Linked DNA regions of Mus musculus: region 2 is linked to region 1. Evidence: chromatin contacts called from public HiChIP or PLAC-seq data. All regions are on one chromosome and are shown on one strand. The core of a region is the stretch at or near the end of the contact, and the rest is flanking DNA. Distances in the headings are between cores, read along the strand shown. Region 1 holds the start of Tesk2 (testis-specific kinase 2). Region 2 holds the start of Ptch2 (patched 2).

What was found. HiChIP or PLAC-seq counts read pairs in DNA pulled down with a chosen protein or histone mark.
Region 2: an H3K27ac HiChIP or PLAC-seq map of embryonic stem cells shows a contact between it and region 1, with 6 read pairs. The contact joins the promoter of Ptch2 here to the promoter of Tesk2 in region 1. A contact is called at or near these places in 5 of 39 promoter capture datasets (the 3T3-L1 cell line, hippocampal neurons, liver and 1 more), 1 of 484 Hi-C or Micro-C datasets (embryonic stem cells), 7 of 115 datasets of contacts at active chromatin or transcription factors (bone marrow-derived macrophages, embryonic stem cells and pancreatic cancer cells) and 2 of 9 other capture datasets (adipose tissue and liver).

Annotation. Positions count from the first base shown.
Region 1 is chr4:116,716,495-116,724,295 of GRCm38.p6, reverse strand. It overlaps Tesk2 (testis-specific kinase 2), which reads right to left and starts at 3,341. Exons shown (of 11, transcript NM_146151.4): 1 at 3,040-3,341.
Region 2 is chr4:117,091,455-117,099,255 of GRCm38.p6, reverse strand. Ptch2 (patched 2) reads right to left here and starts at 3,200. Exons shown (of 22, transcript NM_008958.3): 1 at 2,829-3,200; 2 at 2,217-2,409. The coding sequence starts at 2,900. RefSeq lists enhancers at 490-1,081, 3,045-3,544, 3,107-3,565, 2,406-4,104.

The DNA.
Region 1 (7,801 bases), core at 2,092-4,591:
TTAACAATGTATTTATAACCACTTTAATATAGGGGGAAGAACAGTTTTAAAAATGAGCCCCTTTCTACTCTAAATAAGCCAGGGAACAATTTTCTTCTTATAATTAACTGTAAGTAGAAAGCGCCACTGCAGTGCCTGAGAGAGCAGGTTATTAGCTTCCCGGCATGTACATGTCTAAACCAGAATTAAGACCTTCATATGCCAAACCACACAGGACAGGGTTTGAGGAACCATCCCAAACATTTATCTCTATAAAAGAATAACGTATCATGCATTGAAATCACCCAGATGTCTGAGAACCTCACTGTTTAGACACAATCTGTACCATTGATCACTAGTTTCTAACATGTGAGTCCCTCCTTGTTGATGATAGGCCCCATCTATAATATCTCCTGTGTTCCATCTCCTGCCATCATATTGGGTAGTTATTACATCTATACAGATGACATAGTCAACACAGCCCTTAACGCTGCTGAACTATTGTAATGACCTATATAGCTCCACTTCCCTTCAACAGTACTGAGACAGTTACACCTTTTTTTCTTCCTCAGCCTTGGAAAGAACTCTGAATTTTTCCAATCATGTATTCTTACAAAACCCACTCTTCAATCACAATTCTGCTTATCTCCTCATTCTCCATCTTACTAGCTTTCTTAAAGATTTTTTAAAATTTTTTATTTTGTATGCATGAGTGTCTTATCTATATGTCTGTGTGTTATATGCATGCATCGCCTAAGGAAGCCTGAACAGGTGTTGCCTCCCCCAGAACTGGAGTTACACACAGTTGCATATAGTCACTGGGAACTGAATCTGTGTCCCCTGGGAGAAAGACCAATGCTCTTAAAAGCTAAGCCACCTCTTCAACCCCAGATTTTACTTCTTATAACTTCTAATTCAGACTGTGCAGTTAATCATAGGCCCACAGTATCATTCGCAGTCTGAAAAGTGGCTCCCATTTTATATTTCTGCTTTGCAAATTCCAGTTCTGGGTCAACCCAATCTTTTGGGGTTTGCTTTATTTTGGTTTTTGTCTGCCTGTTTGTAGGGTGTTGAGGAAAATGTAAAATCTGATGGTGGCACAACCTTTTAATTCTAGCAGAGGCGGGTGGATCTGAATAGAAGAAGAAGGAAAGGAAGGAAGAAAGGAAAGGAAAGAGAGAGAGGAAGGAAGGAAGGAAGGAAGGATCCTTACCCTTGGTGGTAGAGATGGCTCAGTGGTTTAAAGCACTTGTTACTCTTCTAGAGAACCCAGGTTCGAGTCCTAACACCCACGTGGCAGCCACAACAATCATCACTCCAGTTCCAAGGGTCTGACACCCTTTTCTGATCTCTGAGGGCACCTTCACACATGTGCACAAACATACACACAGGCACACACTTACACACCATACAGCATGATCCACATAGTGAGTTCCAAATCAGTCAGGGCTACACTGCGAGATTCTGTCTGAAACCAAACCAACAGAAGAAGCACTCATCACATAAAATAAAAATAAACCTAAAAACAACAAACCCTTGCTATTTCCCACTGATGATTCCCATGGCTATAACGCTCATGTCAGAAACTCACCGCAGTTCCGTCAACCTCCAGAGAAAGCTGATTTATCTACAGATAACTGATCACAATAAAAATAAGACCAGTCTAGTGTGATAACACGCATAATTCCCGGCTGGCCTACCCTCAAACAAGCAGAAAAAGAGAGAAAGAAGGCAGATGTGCTGCTCACTGCCGCCTGCCTTCCACTTACTCCTAAATCCGTGGGCTGACCACTGCATTACAACCACCAGATTATCAAAACTGCCTTTGAAAGAAAACAAGTCACTTCCTAATTGCCAGACTCGTGGCTTCACACTCTCCTGCTGCTTGACCTGGGAAGCGCCTGGTATCCCCCTCCCTTCTGGAGACTGTCTTTGGCTTCTGTGATACTGCCACAGTGTTCTAGCTCTCTTCAGTGTCTGTTATCCTCAGCAATGCTGCCTCTGTCCACAGCCCAATTCTCCGCTTTCTGGAGTACTACGAGGGGGTGCTAAGGTTTCAAGTATTCCTATTTAATTCCAATTTATGTCTTTAGAGCCTAACTTAATCAGTTCTATGAGCAACTTTCCACCTCTATTTGAAAAACTCGGGTTGAACTTGTCCACAACCCAACTTATCATTCTTCAGATCTACTTCTTTACATTGTTAGCACCACCAACCCAATACCATAAACCAATGAGAAAGCCCTTATGTAGAAAAGCAGAAAGCAAAAAACCCTCTAAATTCTATTCTAAAATTCTTGGAATTTCATGCCATTCTCTTCATTTTCCACAACTATTCCAGTCCATTCATCCTCTTCTCACGCACAAAACACAGCAGCCTCCTGACTACCTGGGCCTTCTGCCCTCCGGTCTTACTTTCAATCTTTCTTTCACATTTTCCAGAGATAATCCATATCAAACTCCTGCTTACAACCTTCAATGGCTCCGTATGCCTACAAATAAAGTCCAAATTCTTTAACAAGTTTTTCTCAGAGGTTTAAATTAAAAGGTTTTTCAATTGGACTAATCTGGCTTTTATTTCCAACTAAATCAGAATCGTAGTTTAGATAAGAGTCTTCTTCAAAATGAAGGGTAAGAACGTGAATAAAAAGGAGAGAAGTCTCTTAGGATAGGAGTCAGGGTGGTTAGGAGAGATGAGCACGTTTCGGAGGGAATCCAGATCTCAGAGGGAGAAGGGGGCTCGGAGACTAGTGAGGCACACTCAGTAGGGGAACGGGACGTGAAGGATTCCACAACTTCACAAGTGAGGAAGGTCAGACACAAACAACCCTTTTGAGTATAACGTCCAATGGGTTCTTGACCCCTGAGACGAGGTGGGGACTGTCCCGGGACCCGGAGGGAACTGAGAAGGAAAGGGGGAGAGGGGCAAGAGACAGTCCCCGCTTCTTTGAGAATCTCAAGTACAGCACCGGATTGTCCAGTGCTCAGCGACCCATGAGCCAAGCTGCGCGCAGGGCAGGGATGCCGAGCCTTGGTCCCCAGGCACTCTCCCGACGTTACCTGAGGCACAACTGAGCCGCGGAGGGGGCGTCTGCGCCGGCCAGAGGGTAAGGGAGGCAGCGGCCCAGAGCGAGCATAGCAGCTCCCGGCCGCGGCTGTTTAGCCTGCGGAGGAGGTGAGGGTCCCTTGGGCAGAAGCCGGAGATTGCTCAGGGCCAGCGGCGGCGCAGGAGCTGGAGGCTACTGCCATGGCCTTGCGGTCTGAGCTGCTTTCCCCCGCCTACTCGGCGGGGCCCGGAGGCGGATCACCGCTGGGACTGAGAAGGCAGCTGGAAACTCTCGGCTCCCCGCCGGTGAGTGTCTGAAACGCCTGGGGGGCAGGGGGCTGGGGGCGGGGCCCCGTGAGCTCCGCCCCCTCCTCAGGCCTCCCTCAGAGCAGCCAATCAATCGTCAACCTTTGACAAACGAGCTAATAGAGTTGCCCAATTAACGTTAGGAATGCCACGTGGTACGAGGGTGGGCACAATGGGCGTACAGAAAAGCCAATCAGCAACGCTCGGCGCCAACTCTTAGAAGATGAAGGGAACCAATAGGAAGAGAGTGGAGTTAAAAACAGAGGGGACAGTGTGTTGAAAAAGCGGAACCGGAGAGAATTCACCTTGGGGAAAACCTAGTCTAAAGAGTCTCAGAGGGCGGGACACAAGAGAGACCAATCAAACCCCCCCAAACAGAAGCGAATGGTAAATTAATTAAGCCAATTAAACAAGCACTAAACTGGCGCGGCTTTTGAATAAGGTGTTCTGCTGGATCGAATGCAGTGTCCTGCAGGAACGCAGTATATTGACAAGCTAAAATTAGCACATAATTCCTAACAACTTGAGAAAGAGCAGTAAGTATAACTTAAACGAAATGCCAAAGGGAGAGATTGAATTCAGGGAAGGCTTAGAGGATTGGTATCACCAGCTAGATGGAAAGGAGAGATATGAAAGATCTTCGAAGGGAATAACAATTCTACCCAACTGTTCATCAGGTACAGATTTCCTCACACTTTCCATAGCCATGGATCTCAAGGGTTCATAATTTTATAGCTGAACAGACTGCTAAAGAAGAATAAGAGCAGTGGGATATAGGTCTTACTCCCAACGGTTTAGGGGCCTCCCTTCAGAAATCTTTAGCATGTGAGACATAATTAAAATATGTCTAGGAGCCGAGCATGGTGGCGCACGCCTTTAATCCCAGCACTCAGGAGGCAGAGGCAGGCGGATTTCTGAGTTCGAGGCCAGCCTGGTCTACCGAGTGAGTTCCAAGACAGCCAGGGCTGCACAGAGAAACCCTGTCTCGAATAACAAAAAAAAATAAATAAATAAATAAATACTAGGGGCAGAAAGCAATGGTAATGTACCATGTGGTCCAGGGTTCAATTCCCAGCACTGAAAATAATAACACCAATGGAATGTAGTGCTACTGACAGCTGAGTTTATGAAAATGTATAGTAGGAAATAAAATTGCAAGAGGCTGAACATGAGTGGAGTTTAAATAATAAAATTATCTTTTTATTTTAAATGCTGTGTGATTTATCCTTGAACAGAAGCATAACCTAAACAGGGAATTGTTTGAGGAAGAGTAATTAGCTCACAGAATCTCTGAAGGGAGGTACTCAGGCACAGTTCTCTTGGCCTGTTCAGGATCTTTCTGACATAAATTATGTGCTGCCACCTGGTGGCAGTTCAGACCCACTGTTCCACCGTTGTCCTTTAACATTTCTGTTGAAAGATTTGGCACCCTTGCAAGTGTGTCTCCCATAGAGCTTGATACAAACAGTTGATAAATACTACTGGTAGCAATCGGAGCTAATGCCACCATGCCAGATAAATTATCTGCCCAGTGAAAGACAGAGAGAGGCTTGGCGAAAAGGCTTGTGTTAAATGTGGATCTAAATAACAAAAATTTTTTAAATTTGGGGCTGGAGATGCAGTCCATTTGGCAGTGTTAGTATGCACGGCGCCCAGATGTGGTGTCACACTCCTATCAAATCACCATTCAGAAAGTGGAGGCAGGATTTCAGGAGTTCAAGGTCATCCTCAGCTAGATATGGAGTCTAGACCAGCCTGGGACACTTGATACCTGGCCTCAAAATAAAAACTATTAAATAGAGGAAGGAGGAAAAACAACAACACCAAGGGTTCAAGTAGTTACCGTGCAAACCTGAGGAAGAGTCTGTCATCCCAGCACTCCTGGAAGGTGGGAGGCAAAGACCAACACCAGAGCTGCCTCCTAATCCCAACATGTACTCGGTAGCATGAATGTACACAAACAAGCCAGGTATGGTCTACATACCTATAATACCTGGGGTGTGGCGACAGGAGGAACAAGGCCACCTTTGGCTATATAAAGAGTCTAAAGCAAGCCTGGACAACACAGGATTCTGTCATATACACACCAAAATAAATCAATAAAATAAAACTGGGTCTGAAGCTAAGTATGATATCACTGTATCACTTGTAATCCTGGCAATCAGGAGACTCAGGCAGGATGGAAACAAGTTTGAAGCCAACCTGAGCTACAGAGTTCTGAGTCAGTCCAAGTAAATGCATACTACATACTACATACTAAATGAAAACAGGGCTGAAGAGATGGCTCAGCAGGTAAGAGCACTGACTGCTTTTGCAGAGGATCCTGGTTCGATTCCCAGCACATATATGCTGATTCTAGTTAACTCCAGTTCCAGAGGATCCAGTGCTCTCACCTGGCCTCTGCAGGCACCAGACAAGCACAGTGGTACAGACACACATGCAGGCAAAGCAAAGCACTTACTCACATGAAATAACAATAAATAAAACAAAAGCAAAAAGAACCTCTCCTCTCCTTCCCTCTCTCTCAAGGTCTTTTTTTTTTGTCCTTTTTCAAGACAGGGTTTCTCTGTGTAGCCCTGGCTGTCCTGGAACTCACTCTGTAGACCAGGCAGGCCTCGAACTCAGAAATTCGCCTGCCTCTGCCTCCCTAGTGCTGGGATTAAAGGCATGTGCCACCACTGCCCGGCACAAGGTCTTATTATACAGTTCAGAGATGGTCTTGAACTCAGAGATCCATCTGCCTCTTCCCAAGAGCTGGGCTTAAAGGTGTGCACTATCATACCCACTGAGAGACCCTGCCTCTGGTCACCACATACTCATGCTCAAAATAATCAGGTGCAAATGCACACATGCACACACACATGTACGCAACTGTGCACACACTCGCACACATGTGCACACGCACATGTACACACACACACCCCAACAAAAAAATGTGGAAGATATCCCTATAACTATTCAATGTCCAAGGCCCTCTCCCCATAATGTTGGCTATTAGTTGGGCCAGAAATTTAAATATACCATTACTAAAAGTAGCTCCCATTTTACTACCTCATCCTTCTATTTTTTTTTTTTTAAGATAACTGTCTCCTCTTGCCAGCCTGAACTAAGAGTTGGAACCTTCCCATAAGCTGACTGCACATCTTAGTTCTAAGCAAATGCATCCGAAGACCTAACTGGTGGATGGATGGCATTATCTCTTGTCTACAGTTACCACTGGCAGAGGCTTCATGAGGTCTCTGAAATGCTGCTGATTCTTAGGAAATCTTGAACCCCCTAGAACATAAAGTCCAGAAAAGCAGAAAGCAAAGCTGACCTTCAATGCCAGAGATCTTGAGTTCAATTCCCAGCAACCACATGGGATCCAATGCACTCTTCTAGTGTGTGTCTGAAGACAGCTGCAGTGTACTCATATAAATAAAAAATAAATAAATCTTTTTTTTTTTTTAAAGCCAGTAAGCTACCTTCCTCCATGTCAGTTCCTGCCTCCAGGTCCCTGTCCTGACTTCTCTTCAGGATTGAACGATGGGTAAAATTCACCGTTTCCTCCTCCAGTTGCTTTTAGTGTTTTGTCACAGCAATAGAAAAGTAAGCTAAGGACTAAACCGCTAACCATAAGACATATTTGTTTTGTTGTCATTATTGTTGGTTTTGACACAGGGATGTCTTATGCAGCCCAAGCTGGCCTCAAACTCCAGATCCTTGGGCTGGGGAGGTGGCTCAGTGGTTAAGAGCACTGACTGCTCTTCCAGAGGTCCTGAGTTCAATTCCAGTAACCACATGGTGGCTCACAACCATCTGTAATGTGATCCAGTGCCCTCTTCTGGTGAGTCTGAAGACAGTGACAATGTACTCATATACATAAAAATAAATAATAAAAAAAAAACCCTCCAGATCCTTTTGTCTCCACTTCCCTAGTGGTAGGATTACAGGTATATACCACAACCTTTATTTATTTATAATTATTTCAGATAACTACATGAAATATGTATAAGGCATTTTTTAAATGAAATTGAATAAAAATGGACCAGAGGTATAGCATTACCACTTGTTTAGCATTTTTTAAAGATGTTTTTTAAAATTTATTTTAATGTATATGAATACACGGTCTCTATCTTCATGCACACCAGAAGAGGGTGTCAGAGGGCGTCAGATCTCATTACAGATGGTTGTGAGCCACCATGTGGTTGCTGGGAATTGAACTTAGGACCTCTGGAAGAGCAGTCTATGCTTTTAACCACTGAGGCATCTCTCCAGCCCCCTTGTTTAGCATTTAATGAGGCTCTGGGTACAATAATCCCTGCCATTGCAAGGAAAAGACAGGTGGGTGGCAGCAAGCAAGCCAGCTAGCAGACTAGTAGGTATGGCAGCATATACCTCCAATTTTAGAATTTAGGTTTTAGCAAGAGGATCAGAAAGTTCAAGGTCATTGTGGTGGTTTAAATGAGAAGTGCCCCCCATAGGCTCATA
Region 2 (7,801 bases), core at 1,951-4,450, 380 kb before region 1:
CTCTGGCCTCTGCCTCCTAGGTGCACTCCACCACTGCCCAGCAAGTTTCTTAGTTTTAAGTTGATCAGGGTATTGGTGTTTGGTCCCTAACCTACAACAACAACAACAACAACAACAGAAAACAAAAAACAAAAACAAAAAAGGAAAGGAAAACACACCACATTTACAGCCAAGGAGAGTCTTGACCTCTATTTGAAACTCTGCTAACTGAGGGTCTTGCTTCTTCCACTTCCAGTCCTAGCAAAACAGGAAGCAAAAATGTCTCTTCAGCTCTCAACTCCATCAACTAACTCCTCAGCTATAGAGAAAAGACCAGTGAGACTGTGGTCTTACTAATCTCAACACAAAGGGGTCCACTGCAGGAGGACCCAAGGTCAAGGTCGCTGAGGTGACACAGGGAATTCCTATCTCAAAGAGACCAACTGCTACCCTCTTATAATACATTTCTCATAACTGCAGGGACTAGCCAGGGGGGCCGGAGAGGGATGAGCAAATGTAGACATCCAAGCAGTGTTTAATTGGGGAAGATCCGGGGAATGCAGAGAGAGGAAAGGCAGGGCCTGGGAGGGAGACTCACTCTATTGTGGCAGGATATTCAGAAGTTATTTGGGACCACCCAAGCAGCAGTGGTTTGTGTGGGGGCATGCATATATGCGTGTGCGCACATGTGTGTCCTGATGCTGGGGGCAGACTGGCAGGCAGGGAGAAACATCTGCTCTGGACCCTAGGGCTGTCTTAAGAGTGTGAACGCTAAGAGTCTGCAGAGGGCTGGGGGTAGGGTGGAGATGGGGTGTGGGAGCCTATGATGTAGGAAGGCTCCAAGAAACATCTGCTCTGTATCCTAGGACTTGCCAGCATTTGAAATAACTCCAGGGTGTGAGGCTGCGACCTGGGGCCTGCCTTGGGTCTGGGCCAGGGCTAGGGAGGTCTGGGGAGCCCACAAATGCAGATTTCCCAGGGAAGAACACAGTTGAATTTGCCTTTGTCAAATAGCAGCCACATGAAACCAGGCACCAGGAAAGAAGAGAGGCATGCTGAAATTATGAGTTGTGTAATCCTTCCACTAGGACGTGAGGATTTGGTCTCATTTGACCCTGACTTTTGCCTCAAAGTCTATGCTCATTCTTCATTAAATGGCTGCAGGTCCCTGGGTGTCTACTCAGAAGCCTGGTCAGATGGCTCGTTCAAGGTTTTCTTTTCTTTTACACCTAACAATTCTTTTCTTATTATTTCTTGTTTTCCCCTTTCCCCCTTCCTTCCTTCCAATCTTTCTTTTTGGTTTTTCGAGAGAGAGTATTTTCATGCAGCTCTGGCTGTCCTGGAATTCTCTGTAGACCAGGCTGGCCCCACCTGCCTCCAGATCCTGGAATTCTCTGTAGACCAGGCTGGCCCCACCTGCCTCCAGATCCCAAGCACTGAGGTTAAACATTAAAGCTGTGCACCACCACTGCTGCCACCAAGCACTAACTTTTCTTTTTCTTCTTGCTCCTCCTCCATCTCTCTCCCCCACCACAGCATGCTCGACAGGCAGTCTGCCATGCCACCCAGCTACATCCCACTGATCTTCCTTCCTTCCTTCCTTCCTTCCTTCCTTCCTTCCTTCCTTCCTTCCTCCCTCCCTCCCTCCCTCTCTTCCATCTGTCCGTCTGTCCCTCTCTCTCTCTCTCTCTCTGACACAGGCTATTGTTAAATTCTTAGACTGAAAGTATTTCTCTTGCCTCAGCCCCTTGAGTAGTTAGAATCACAGTGCTAATCTGAGTTTGCAGGTCAGAGCCGTCTCTCCCTGCCTTCTCTTATACAACACAATACCACTTGGCTTTGTTTTGTTTAGAACTTACCCCCACACACATTTTACTTCCTTTGGCTATTGAAAAATACATCTTGTTCCATTTGTAAACTCTGATGTACAGTTAAAAGAAACCTAGCTATAAACGCTAAATAAGCAGACACATAATCAAAGATGAATATTCCACAAGCTTATTCATAAGAGGCTACCATCTAGAGTTGTCCATTTATGGGTGAGAGAGATAGGTGTGAGACAGTTGATGGTAAAGACTTGCCTAGCTTGCACAATGCCCTGGGCTTCATCCACAGCACTGAGGGAGATTGGGAGAGAGGTAGGCTTTCTGCAACACACCCAGATACACAGGCTCTGAACAGGAGATGGCCCTCTCGATCCTTGACCAAAGCAGCTACGGCCAGCTCCAGTAACTCACCTTCTACCCAGAGCTGTTCTAGGTCTGTCTCAATTACAGCCACTCGGAGACCCAGTGCCAGAGCCCCAAAGGCCACCAGTCCCAGGAAGAGCACTTTGCCGCAGTGTTTCTGGATCCTGCACCCCAGGGAGAAGAGTAGACCTTGGAAGTAAGCTCGAAGCCAGAGAGGAGCCTGCAGGCTCCCAGCTAGGATCTGGGATAGAGAGAGGAGGAGGTCAGCCAGCTGTCAGCACAACAATGGAGGAGCTTTCCCTTTTCTCCCGGTCAAGTCCCAGTTTCCTGACTTCTGGATGCAGGGCAGGAAACAGCTACAGATAAAGGTTTCAAATGTGGAAGATTTAACTCTCTTTCCCTGTGCCTTCTCCATAAGCACACCTGAAAATGCCCATTTTTAGAAGGTTATGAGTCGTGAACACACACACTCGTTGTCAGCTAGGCAAAGAGGTGAACCCACAGACATAACTATTTTCACTGACCAGATAATAGGAAATAAACTAACAAATCACTTGCTGGCTCTCGCTTGTCTTCAAACACAGATCCAGTAACACTAGACTTCTAGCCCTACAGATGTTCAAGCGACGTTTAAGTTACAAACCCAGCCCCTCTACTCACATGAGGTGCGGAGGACCGAGCTGGAGGTGTGTAGCTGGGAGGTAGCTCTCCAAGGGACAGTGGCCGAACCATGCTGGTGAGGATGGGGGGCGCGAGCGCCCCCAACCTGCGTTATCTGAGCGCTGCCATAGGCTAGCTTGGCGCCTTGTGCCGCCCGGCTTCACCTGAGGATTCCTAGCTGCCGTGAACGGCCATACGGTCCTGGGTGAGGCGCGCGTAAAGATGCACAGGAGCAGCCCGCAGCGGCGGTGCGGGGTGGTGGCCCCAAGCCCCGCTGGATCTGTGGGCTGTGGTCCAAAGAGGGCTCCGCGTGTGGGTGGACCCGACTGGCTGCGAAGCACCTCACAGCTAAAGGTGGCGACTGTGGATCTCGGGAAGCACCAGGAGGCTCAGAAAAAAAGGAGCGGGCCGGGGTGACGCCCTCCCATTGGCTAAGGGGGCGGCAAATTACCCGCTGCCTTGCAGCCGGATCCGTTGCTAGGTAACGGCGCCGCAGGGGGCGGGGCAGGAGACCACCCAGGCAGGGCCACCCCTTTGCCTCGCCTCCCGGGCTCCCCAGCCCGCCCGCGGGGCCCTAAGGAGAGGAGAAGGGAGGGTGATCCTGGAGGCGCTAGTCGTTGGCCAAGTGTAAGTCAGGATGTTGAGAAAGGGAGTCTGCTGGTCCCCTTTGGGCCACCCTTTCTTCCCGACCCAGCGCAACCCTAAGGACCTCCTTTCCACTCTTTCCAAGCAGGCCAGACTCAGCTCTAAAATGCAAATCCCACGGCTGCACCAAAGCCCAAAGCCCTGCACCATCCAACTAAAGCTTTTTTTTTTCCTCTAAGTGCCTCACACCCACTCAGTTGCCTTCCAGTCCCGAATTGCCCTCAGTAATTTCCTAAGTTCACATGTTCTTGCCTTTGTACATGTTGGGGCCCCTTTGTCTTGGCAGATAACTTTTAAGCCTGAACTTGAATCAGTCAGCCTAAACTTTTGGAAGCCTTGGCAGATAATTGCTTTTTTCTTTGTGGTTCTTATTAACATTCAGTTTGTGTATTGTATTTTTAAATTTTTATTTTAACTTTTTTTTGTGAGACATGGTCTTAAGTAGTTCAGCTTGGCCTTCAACTCCTTATCCTGGTTGTGTCTGTCAAGTTAAGGGACTATAACAGTCCTGTATTGCCCAGCCTGTCTGATAATTGTATTTGTGATGACATAATTTATGTACAACATTGGGAAACATGTTGCTTTTCCAAGTGACTGTGCTATTTCTGTGCTCCTGACTGTTAAACTCTGATCGGTCATCTGAGGGTAAAAGTCTGACTCCTCATACAGAACATTTGGGAAAGGAGCCGGGCAGTGGCAGGCCCATCTCTTGTGAGTTCCAGGTCTCAGCATGGTCTACATAGAGAATTCTGGAACAGCCAGGGCTACCTAGAAAGATTCTGCCTCAGAAACAAAATACGTTTTTTGGGGGAAAAAAAAGACTTCAATAAATCTGTTGTTCTGATACTGCTATCACATCTGGCTAGCCTCTTGCTCAATTCTTCCAGACTTCTTAATCATTATATCATAAATATTTTATATTACTACACAGTCCTCTCATCAATCATTTGCAGAATGTCCTCAGGACAGATTCCCAGAAATGGGGTTGTTTGGGTCAAAAAGCATGAATATGGTTTTGGCCTTGCTACATACTGCCAAACTTGTGCAAATTAACATCATCAGCTCCAGGGCTTAATCCTAAGGGTTCCCCAGTTGGTTTAAGGGGTGGGCAGTTAAGGAGGAATGAATGTGTCTGTCTACAACACTGCTACTCTGTGGCTAAGAGGCACCTGGGCAGGAATGGAAGCCTTGGGCCTGGAGAGATAGCTCAGCAGTTAAGGCCACCTTTTGTTTTTGCAGAGGACCTGGGTTTGGCTTCCAGCATCCACAAAGGAGAGTTCACAGCTACCTGTAACTCCAGCTCCAGGGGATTCAACACCTGGCCTCTGAGAGCAAGTGTATACACACACACACACACACACACACACACACACACACACACACACACACACACACATGCGTCATATACAGACTCTCCGGCATATACATATAAGTAAAGGTAATATGAAAATGAGAAAGAAAGCCTGTGTACACGGTATTCTCCCGTTTGTAATGGGAGGAAGTGCACCCTGTGTACACGGTATTCTCCTGTCTGTAATGGGAGGAAGTGTACTACAGAGAAAAGTGTACCCTTAGCAAGCCTGGAAATGGAAACAGCTCTGAAGTGGGCTCTCTAGACTCCTGTAGCAATCTTGGGGCTATAAAGGCAGGGAATTGCCTAGAATAAGCGCTGCACGGCATTATAACGCCAGGACAAAATTGACATTTCTTTTTTTTTTTTAATTTTTTTTAAGATTTATTTATTATTATATGTAAGTACACTGTAGCTGTCTTCAGACACACCAGAAGAGGGAGTCAGATTTTCTTACGGATGGTTGTGAGCCACCATGTGGTTGCTGGGATTTGAACTCTGGACCTTCGGAAGAGCAGTCGGGTGCTCTTACCCACTGAGCCATCTCACCAGCCCAAAATTGACATTTCTTGAGCTCTTTCTTCTTTCCAGATTCTCATGGAGACACAGGTGTGTCATCATTTCAGCCTGGATTCTGCTTCCATTTCCAGCTCAACTGACTGCTGCCATCAATTACCAATTGTGGCAAAGTCCTAGACTTTTTTTTTTTTTAAAGATTTATTTATTATTATATCTAAGTACACTGTAGCTGTCTTCAGATACACCAGAAGAGTGCATCAGATCTCATTACAATGGTTGTGAGCCACCATGTGGTTGCTGGGATTTGAACTCAGGACCTTTGGAAGAGCAGTCGGTGCTCTTAACCACTGAGCCATCTCTCCAGCCCCTCTAGTCTTTTTTTTTTTTTTTTAAAGATGATTATATGCAGTTGAGTTGTGCCTCAGACTCCCATGTCTTGAGATTATAGGCATGCATCATTACACTTGGCTTGGATTTTTCTTCCTTCTTTCTTTCTCTCTCTCTCTCTCTCTCTCTTTCTTTCTTTCTTTCTTTCTTTCTTTCTTTCTTCCTTCCTTCCTTCCTTTCTTTCTTTCTTTCTTTCTTTCTTCCCTTTCTCTCTCTTTCTCTCTCTCTCTTTCTCTCTCTTTCTTTCTTTCTTCTCTTTCTTTCTTTCTTTCTTTCTTTCTCTCTTTCTCTCTTTCTCTCTTTCTCTCTTTCTCTCTCTTTCTTTCTTTCTTTCTTTCTTTCTTTCTTTCTTTCTTTCTTTCTTTCTTTCTTTCTTTCTTTCAAGAGTAGTTTCTTTGTGTAGTCAGTCCTGGGACTAGCTCTGTAGACCAGGCTGGCTTTGAACTCACAAAGATGTATTTGCCTCTTGAGTGCTGGGATTAAAGACAGGCGCCACCACTATCTACTTGGCTTGGCCTTTGATGTATGGATTCACTATGCAGCTAAGGTTGGCCTAGAGTAGGGGGTTACTGGTGTGAGTAACCACACTGAGGCTTTCTATGGCCTCTTCGGAAAGAGCCTATCTATCCACTGAGAAACCTCTTGCTGATCCTTCCAACCAGAGGAGAAGGAACTGCTCTACCTTTCTAGCCTTCCCAGTCTAAGATTGTTGCCTTCTGGCTACTTGAGTCTCCAAAATGGCCAAAGGTGTGTTTGTGTGTGGGCATGTACACATGAGTGCAGGTGCCTGTGGAGACCAGGGGCGTCATGTTCTGGCATCTGGAGCCTAGAGGACGACGTGTGTGCTACAAAGGGCATGGCTGGAGAAGTAACCCAAGCCCTTGGAGGAGCCCAGAAGATTGTGAGTTGGATCCCAGACATTGGATGGTTAGAGACTGACTTTTGCTTTTGATTGTGACTGTGCTCTGATATTTTCCCTCTTGAAGGAAGAAACTATTTTAGTGGAGCCCACAGTTAAGAGATTTTTAATTGTAAAAAGAAGATATTGGACATTTTAAAGGGATTGACTTTTAATATGTAAAGACTGTGGGACTTTTAAAGTTGTTTAGATCAGGGAGCTGGAGTTACAAGTAAATCCCTGAGGTGGGTGCTGGAAACTGAACTTGGGTTTTCTGCAGGGGTAGTACATGCCCTTGTCTATCTCTCCATGGCTTTTCTTTCCTTCAACAAAGACTTCCTAGTTGAGCCCAGTGGTGCACACCTTTAATTACTGCACGTGGGAGGCAGAGGCAGGCGGATCTCTGTGAATTTAAGACCAGCCTGGTCTACAGAGTGAGTTCAAGAATATATTCTGGCTACACAGTGAGTCTTGAAAACAAACAAACAAAACTTCCCCAGTGCAAAGCTAAAACAGGTAATTACCAGGAATCAGACAAAGCAGCCACTTCCCTTTGAACAGGGTGCTTCTCTGTTGCCTCTACCGGATGTGGGTTCGCATTTGGGCCCAAACCCAGGACATTCCCAAAGAATATGAGGAGAAAACAACCGACTCCAAGGATTAACTCTTAATTACTGATTTGTGGGCTATGCATGCCCACACCTTTGCTGAGCTCTGGGGTTGTAAGCCTTTTTTTCTTTTTGTGTTTTGAAGACAGGGATTCCCAGTGTAGCCCTGGCTGTCATGGAACTTGCTCTGCAGACCAGGCTGGCCTCAGAGATCTGCCTGCCTCTGCCTCCTGAGTGCTGGGACTAAAGCTGTGCACCAACGATGCAGCAGGCCTGCTTCTGTGTGCATCAACAACGATGCAGCAAGCCTGCCTCTGGTTTTGTTTGTTTGTTTGTTTGTTTTAAAGAGCTCTTAGCCTGAGGGGAGCCCAGAGATTACAGAGATAATTACTGATCTGGGACATCCAGGGATACTCAAAGATGGAACAAGATGGGAGGGGTGATCTAAATACAATTCAAGGTCTGCTATCTTGTTTTGTTTTGTTTTGTTTTGTTTTGTTTTGTTTTGTTTTGAGACAGGGTTTGTGTTGTCCTGGATGTCCTGAAACTCATGTAGATCAGTCTG